Regions from separate parts of the Mus musculus genome. Here region 1 is linked to region 2. A link is a contact called in public Hi-C data. All regions are on one chromosome and are shown on one strand. The core of a region is the stretch at or near the end of the contact, and the rest is flanking DNA. Distances in the headings are between cores, read along the strand shown. Region 1 overlaps Pde11a (phosphodiesterase 11A). Region 2 overlaps Agps (alkylglycerone phosphate synthase).

Region 1 (4,196 bases), core at 847-3,346, 210 kb before region 2:
CGGCCCTCAGGGCTGCCTGCAGTCTCAGGGCTACAGCTGTCCCTTGGCACCGTCTGTGCTGGAACACTATGCCGTAGGACAAGAGTGAGCATACGTGTGAATGGATCCAGACAGAACAGCTACTGGTTCATGTAAATTTTCTGGGCTTTGGGTTCCCTCATTTGTACAGCAAAGCCATTTCCAGCTATAAAAGGATGCCGCTTTATGAGCCTATAAAATTTATCCGTAGGAGTGAAGGGGAAATAAAACACAAAGGAAAATAAACGTTGACAAACCATCTTGAGGTCTTTATGATTCCGAACACTCAAAGGTTTGAATTGAAGATCAGCTTCAGAATCAAGGGTATTTGCTGGAAGGCCTGGCTCAGGTTGATTTAATTACATTTTACAATTAATTTTCAGAGCCTCTTGTGGCTATATTATATTTGAAGAGTAATAAGAAACGTAATGATTCATGAGGGGAAATGTTGCAATGTTTGGTAAGCCAAGACTTAAACTCATCAGTACAGAATCTATACCCTAGCTCTACCCATAAATGTTTAAATAGTAACTGTGTATTTAAAGCTAAGAAATAGCAGTGGCTATTAAAAACAAAGCAAACAAAAGCAGTACCCTTGCTCATGACCCTTAGTCTCTTAGTGAAGGCACTGGATGAGTGAAGCAACCAAGAGTTAACCACCAAGAAAGGCAGGAGTGGTACACACTATGGCAATCCCAGCACTCAGAAGGCACAGCCACGGGAAAACCAAGAGCTCTGGGCCAGCCTGGGCTACATAGTGAGACGCTGTCTGTAAAGGGGAAAAAAAATCAACCCAAAAAACAAACAATAAGATCTAGGAAGAAAAGTGTACCTGACTTTGATGGCTTCCCCCAGCCCTGGTTCCTTTTGATTCTAGAACAATCCGTATGCATTAATGGAATATGAAAGTGAAGTCTTGGAATTTTATGCTGAGACAATTTCTTTTGATTCAGATTTTATTCTTGGAAACTTAGCGGCATTTTGACAGCTTTGGAGGCAAACAAGCAATAGTGAAGATGTCTAGGGAGACTTTTTCTTTTTTGAGGACTATCTGTGGCGCTCGTTAGTGTGTGATGTTTTGTTATAAATTTCTCTCTGGATTCATGTTTGTACCATCCACATGGCTTCCTCCCCTGGGATTTCAGACTGTTTAGACATGTATGGAAATGGGAAGCAGGAAACATGGAGGCCCTGCCTCATTTGTAGATCTGGGGGAGAGGATCCATTATTCCGACACGTCGCCTATCTTCTTTAGTCCAGTTGCCTATCTTGCAATGTAGAAATCTCTCAACATCTGGAAATCTCAAAGAGAAAAGAAGGGTTCCACTTTATTATCCTGCCCTCTCCAGGCTGCCAAGGACCGTGTGAGAAAGATAACACCGGGAGAAGATTGCAAACATCACTTTAATGATAAAGTACTTGTCAGGAGATAAAGTCTTATGCTCAGGGCATGAGAACGTATGAACCAGATAAGATCTATGGGAAGTAAGATGTGGAGTGAGGGATGTATAACTTATTTTTATATATATTAGGGATATCATGAACAGTATGTGGCTTATTTGAAATTCGATTATTAAAATATAAATTTTTTAAAGTACACACTCACATACACACACTCATTGAAATACACCCCCAGTGTGTGTGTGTGTGTGTGTGTGTGTGTGTGTGTGTTTCTTTGTTCAGTTTAAAAGTATAGTCCTATGATTTAGAGTTTTAGCTCTGGCATGAGAGAAGGATCGCTCAGTAGTTTATTGTCTCCAAGAAGATAAGCAAATGCGAATCCTTGAGAACACAGGATCTGAGATGAAGCACTTTGGCCACTGGGTGCCATCCTTGCTCCACGTAAGAATTTCCAAAGCCATGTTTTTTTGTTTTTTGGGTTTTTTTTAGGGAAATAGTTAAAACCTCAAAGATGGATTTCCAAGTAATTTTGAGATATAATAACATTGGCGTGCGTGTACATGACCTGGAATATGTTAGTGACACCAACGTTGATTCATTCTACCCAGGCATGATCTGGAGGGCTAGAGAACAAATGTTCCCCTTAGCTTTAGCCTCATGAACAAAGCCAGCGCCTGGTCGGCATGCTTGATGTACCACAGCACGGCATCCTGGGAAGGCATGGAGGTCACACGGAGGGGCAGGGGTTGACGAGGTGGTGCCTTGTAAGAGTCTAGAGGTCAGAGGGTCAGATGCCCCATTAATTATCTTTATTGTTGTCTGTTTCCTTGGCACGAGTGCGGCTCTGTGCTTGAGCTAGTTCTCTGGCAGGCCCTAGGCCTTCAAGTGCATCTCTGCCAGGCCTGAGCCAGTGAACGATGTAGAAGTTTCTTTCCTTCCTCTCAGGCATGCTGAATGTTTGATGGAAGTAACTCTGGGGTGAACTTCGCTCCACGGGAAGTAATCCTTGAAGCTCACCACTTTAGCCCAAGCTCGGAATATTTAGACTCAAGAACTTAGCAGGCAGGCAGAATTTTGCCTACTTTGGGTTTGAGTCTTATAGATGGATAGATAGATAGATAGATAGATAGATAGATAGATAGATAGATAGATAGATAGATAGATAGATAGAAAAGACATAGACATAAATATAAATATATGGTCTCCTTCTCCTTCATATATTTGTATTACTATTATATTATATATACTATATAGCATATATAGGATTAAATCCAGCATTATGAGCAATTATAGCCACAGAGAACATTCTAAGACTGCTTTGTAATACAGGCTGGTATTTTCAGAGCTTTGGCCATTTGGTTGGAGGCAATAAACAATAAAGAATTTAATTAAAAAGTGATAAATCTGTTAGGTCTTAGTGTAACAAAAAGTTGAGACAGCATTGCAGAAGGGACCTAAGCTTATAGCAGCCAGCCTCGTAGTTGATCCTGGAGCAGTGGCTCTCAACCTTCCTAATGCTGCGACCCTTTGGTACAGTTCCTCAAGTCGTGGGGACCCCCAACCATTAAATTATTTTGTTGCTACTTCATAACTGTTATTTTTCTACTGTTACGAATCATCATGTAAATACCTGATATACAGGATATCTGATCTGTGAGCCCTGTGAAAGGGATGTTCAACCCCCAAAGAAGTAACCACTGCCCTAGAGGCCATACCCAGAGCAGCATTTACAGTACCTCTGAGGGCTAAGGATGATCAAATTCATACCCCTCGAATGGCTAGGGAGAACTTAAAACATCAAACATTCTCAACCTATCCAGGGATAAGAGTGTGGAGCCCAGCTATTTGGTTAGGCAGTGTCAGGCAGCCAGACTTTACAAATGCATTTCCTCTCCTTCCTAGAGAACAGCACGGTGCCAATCACTGCATCTTCCACATATTGCTCCTCTCGGAGAGTAACTCCGCTACAACCCAGCATTTCTGCTGATTCATATGCTTTTACAGATCTTGCTCTGTTGGGTGGTAGCAGCAAGGCTCTGAAGGAGCTATTGGTGGCTAAACTCCGCTGCTGTATTGGGCAAGTCCCGGAAGGACCACGCTGTCATTGAGGGGGGCGGGGAGGGGACTCGGTTTGTGCTGCTGAAGTCCTCTTCTCTCCCTGTGTATATTCAGTTCACTCCACGTGATAGTCCTTTAGAAACTGAGAACACCACCTGCCAGGTCTGCTTCTGGTATATCATTTAATTGTTACAAAACCCATATTACTCTTCCCCTTACTTTCCAGATGACAAACCTAAGACACATATAGAAATGCCCAACAAAATACTGGTTTAAAAGCTATGATCTGGGCAGACATGGCATGCTGGATTTATAGTGTTCTCTATCGGAATTGCACAGAACTCTTTGTTTCAGAAATGTCTGGCCTTGGCTTGGTCCTATCCTTGAGCTCTGATTATGAGCCCTGATAGAATCTTGGATTTTTTTTTTTTTTTTTTTGCTCCTTTGATAGATGAGTTCAGGTTTTAAGTGACTTGGGTGTGTGCATGCAAGTTTGTGTGTATATTTGTGTAAGTATGTATGTGTACATGTGGGTGCATGTGTGTATCTGTATGTGTGTGCATGTGCATGCATGAGAGCGTGCCTATCTTTGTTAGTTTTCACAGTCTACAAAGTCATCCAGCCCCACTGTTGCCACGGGTGGACCTCCTCAGCAGCCAGCATTACAGTGTCAACTTCAAGGGAAAGTTTTGTTGGATGATAATAATTTTTCCATCCAA
Region 2 (4,124 bases), core at 1,268-3,767:
ATAATCCATCAAGCAGACAGAAACCACCCTATCATTATTCACTTCATTATAGATGTGAAGTGTTCTGTTTCTTTATACCAACATAAAACAGTAAGTGACTGGGGTGGAGTATAGATAATTTATCAAATACCACAGACTAAACATAATTTCCTTTTAAAAACACACTAGCAGCATACTTTATACATGAACTAATACCCTGACAATTTTGTCTCATTCTTACACAACAAATAACAGGTCACAAAATTGTCATTCATGCAAAAATCTAGGAAAAGCAAAATATTTAGCACTGTATAACCTGTATACATTACATAAAAATAGGTAAAAGTGACACATCAGTCCTATAAATCTAACATTATATAATAAGCACACATATTGTATGTATGTATAAAATTAGGTCTTCCTACAAATTTTGGAGTAAGAAGAGTTTTTTAGGCTTATTCATAAACTAAGATTAATTTAATAGCCAATCCAAATTAGAAATGCAACACAAGCAGTCTGTGTGAGGCCCCCACACCTTGAACACACTTCCTCTTGGTTATGAACTATAAGCCATACCCAAATTTTGCTGCGATGTCATACACTTGTTTTTCGTGCTGAAGAACCTTCTCACGGTCTCCCTCGAACAGTAATGTGGCTACACTTATTTGATTTGGATCAAATCCTTTAAACTACAAAATATAAAATAAAACTGTATTATTACAGTGAAGCCTTAGCCTCTGTAAAACAGTAAACAGAAATGCATTTTGCTCTTTTCTTCTTTATATGGCCTCAATTACAGCAGCCTGCTAAATAGTGAGCTTTGGGTCTTCACACATCCATTAACAGGAACGGCAGGCACTAACTGCACTAACTGCCGGAAGAACAGCTCATTGGTGAGCACTTGCCTGGCCTGCAGAAAGCCCCAGGTTTGATGCCCAGCACTATAGGAACACAAGAAACTACGGTGCACAAAATCATCACATTTCCAAATATACTCTGGGACTATAAATACTACTGATATAGTAATACAACAGGTAGCCTGCCAGAACTTTAACTGTAATTGAAAACACCAAACACAAATTACAAAACTCGTTAGTAGAGCCAAACAGCTGATTGGAGCTAACAACATCTATACAAACCAACCATGACATATTATATAACATTAACAGGAAAGACCTTGTATGTGCAAAGAACCAAACTAATTTTAAAGAAAAAAAAAAAAAAAAAAGGGCTGGAGAGATGGCTCAGTGGTTAAGAGCACTGACTGCTCTTCCAGAGGTCCTCAGTTCGATTCCTAGCAACCACATGGCTTACAACTATCTATAACGAGTTCTGATACCCTCTTCTCTGGTGTGTCTGAAGACAGCTACCGTGTACTCATAAATAAATCTTTAGAGAGAAAGAAAGGGGGGGAGGGAGGGAGAGGGAGAGAGAGAGAGAGAGAGAGAGAGAGAGAGATATGTAAATTCGCTATGGAAAAAAAAAGACAATACAGATGCTCCTGGATGCATGAATAATTTCAAATTTGCCAATACTTGTCCAAATTGATACACTAGAATATTCTGATTATAATAAAAATCCCAGCGGTCATTTAAAAAACACAAATCTCTAAAATTTTTTTAGAATAATGAACAAAACAGGTGATGGTGGTAACAAAGAAAATTCCAAATAATAAAAGAAAAAGAAAAAACAAGCTTGTATCTTTTTAACTTTTCAAAACCAAAACAGACACTATTTCAAAGCATTAGGAACTGTGTCAAAGTGGTGTCTTCTGGGGTAGTAGTGTATATAATAAGATGCCTTAGGCATCAATGAAAAAAGAAGCAGGCATTACTCACAGTCACTAGTGGTGACACAAGGGTCAGCAACAGGGAAGGAGGAGGTGAAGATCAATCTAGATCTTCATCTAGTAGCAAGTGCTCAAAATAAAATAAAAACAACACACACACAATAAACAAAAACAACAAAAACCAACCACAACAAAACTCTGTGTTAATTAAACCAGGTAAGGGATATGATATAGCTTAATGGCAGACCTCATACTTAGTATATGAGATTCTAAGTTTCATTTGCAGCACAAACAACACAAAACAAGAACATGATGGGGGTGGGAGAGTGAAATGTCCTCAGCATACTAGAAGAGAAAGTGTTTTCTCAGCTTAGAAGTGATCAGTCATAGGAAAATACATAAACTTGAATCCATGACATCAAAAAGAAAAAAAACTATTAAAAAGAGAGGTGCTTGATTGGAAAAACATTATTTACCAAATCCATGCAAAGGGCACCTGATAATTCCATTACTCAAAGGGTGTGTATCAAAACACAGTGAGAAACAAGTTACTGTCCCTAGCACAAGGACTACACTTACTAATTTACACAAAATTATACCATGAAAAGACAAAGATGGAGATTGGTTCAATCTCTTAGAGTTTCCAGAAGTATTGCCTAAATAAGTCCAATAGTAGCAAAGCCCCATGGCTACAACAACAAAATGACACACACTGTTGCCATGGCGATACACACTAGTAACCACTTTCAACTTCTCAGTTCTCAGAAATCAAAGGTTAAATGAGCAAATGAACCCACCCGCATTTCACTTCTCAGTACAACTGTAAAGAAAATTCAAAGTACAGAAAATGTGGTCAGCTCGAGACTGCTCAATGCAGGACTCTTTTCAGACTTGAGAAGCACAGACTAAGGCTTTTGAAACGGACTGCACAGTCCAGTTGCTAACTAACATACCAGCTCCAACATAAAACACAACACAGCATGGAAAAAAAGCCTTTGGGGAGGTATGTATGGCCAGAAGGCAAGAAGAAAACTCATGTCCTATACATGCACAATTTTAGATTTTTTTAGTCTTACCTTTGTAATATAAAACTTTTTTAATCCATCCAAAAATGATGTAAAAATAGAAGAGACCTGAGGTTTAAGAGCATGACCTAAGAAGGGAAAAGGTTACAGTTTAAATTAATAGCAGATTATGTGTCTTTGAGATGAAAAGATGGCTTTAATTTAGTACCCTAAGGGAAAGCGAGTTTTCACAGTTGTAAGTTACATGGATGTTTATTAAGATCTTTACCTCTACATTCTTTCAAACATGACAGTGTTTGCTTGTTTTCCAGTCAAATTACCACATGTAACTAATACTATGCATAATTTCAGTTATCTTTCAATGGTACTGTTTACACCCAGTAAAATCACCTCATTAATTTTTATTTTAAGAAAACCCAGTAGTGGCTGGTATTGCTATTATTATTTTTTAATTATACAGAAATCACACAGAACTAAAACCAAATATGGAATCCACGTAAGTTTAAAGTTATTTCTTAATTAATTCTTAACTCATCCAGAATTCTTAGCATAAAACTAGCAATTGCTTTCTTAATCACACTCAGGGAGTTAAAATTGCCAAAATAACACAAACGGCATTTCAGAGCCTGCTCAATTAACATCGCTGTTGCAGATTAAGCCTAATTGAATGAGAACCTTCTACTGTTTTCTCATCATTTCAAAGAGGAGAAACTTCTCAGCTCTGGGGCTGGTTCCAGTCAAGTCTCACATCTGGCCTTAGTGCTATGAGCCCAATTCAGAAAAACATGCCATCCTGTTTATGCAGAATTTAAAAAACAAAACAAAACAAAAAAACCTCTGAGTATTTAGCAAACCTAAAATCGTCTTCAAATAAAGTTTTTTTCTAGACTTTTTTTTTTTTTTTTTTTTCTTTTGGTTTTTCGAGACAGGGTTTCTCTGTGTCCTGGCTGTCCTGGAACTCACTCTATAGACCAGGCTGGCCTCAAACTCAGAAATCCACCTGTCTCTGCCTCCCGAGTGCTGGGATTAAAGGCGTGCACCACCACACCCGGCTTTTTTCTAGTCTTCTAAGGCTGAGGATTCTGAAGCATAAGCCTTCCTTTAAAAGGATGCAGATGGCAAACTAGCTGTTTCTAAACCAATCACTGCCAATCTTTTGTGCCAATTCATCTACATTTTAAGTGAAAAATTTAATATATAATACTTAATTGCTACATTTTTGCTAATTGTAGTGAGGAAACTAGGTTAGGCAAAGACTAAGTAAACTAGGTCTTATGCAGAGACCAAGAGACAGCCCTGACTGGCTGAGACAGTTAAAAAGAGGAGATGAA

The links. A called contact is a pair of places that touch in the nucleus more often than the background predicts.
Region 1: a contact with region 2 is called in a Hi-C map of neural progenitor cells, with 4 times the contacts expected there. The contact joins two enhancer-like sites. A contact is called at or near these places in 2 of 15 datasets of contacts at CTCF or cohesin (pro-B cells and stem cell-derived epiblast-like cells), 30 of 484 Hi-C or Micro-C datasets (B cells, the G1E-ER4 cell line, LSK cells and 20 more), 3 of 115 datasets of contacts at active chromatin or transcription factors (acute myeloid leukemia, bone marrow-derived dendritic cells and embryonic stem cells) and 1 of 9 other capture datasets (adipose tissue).

The regions. Positions count from the first base shown.
Region 1 is chr2:76,100,056-76,104,251 of GRCm38.p6, reverse strand. The region is part of intron 10 of Pde11a (phosphodiesterase 11A); the gene reads left to right. Among named protein-coding and RNA genes, the nearest start is that of Gm52518, 66 kb to the right of the region's middle. Within about 2 kb of position 2,096, at least 10 of the 459 cell types and tissues checked have an H3K27ac peak or open chromatin away from gene starts, as enhancers often do.
Region 2 is chr2:75,890,589-75,894,712 of GRCm38.p6, reverse strand. It overlaps Agps (alkylglycerone phosphate synthase), which reads right to left. Exons shown (of 20, transcript NM_172666.3): 13 at 2,845-2,921; 14 at 556-668. Among named protein-coding and RNA genes, the nearest start is that of Ttc30b, 46 kb to the left of the region's middle. Within about 2 kb of position 2,517, at least 39 of the 459 cell types and tissues checked have an H3K27ac peak or open chromatin away from gene starts, as enhancers often do.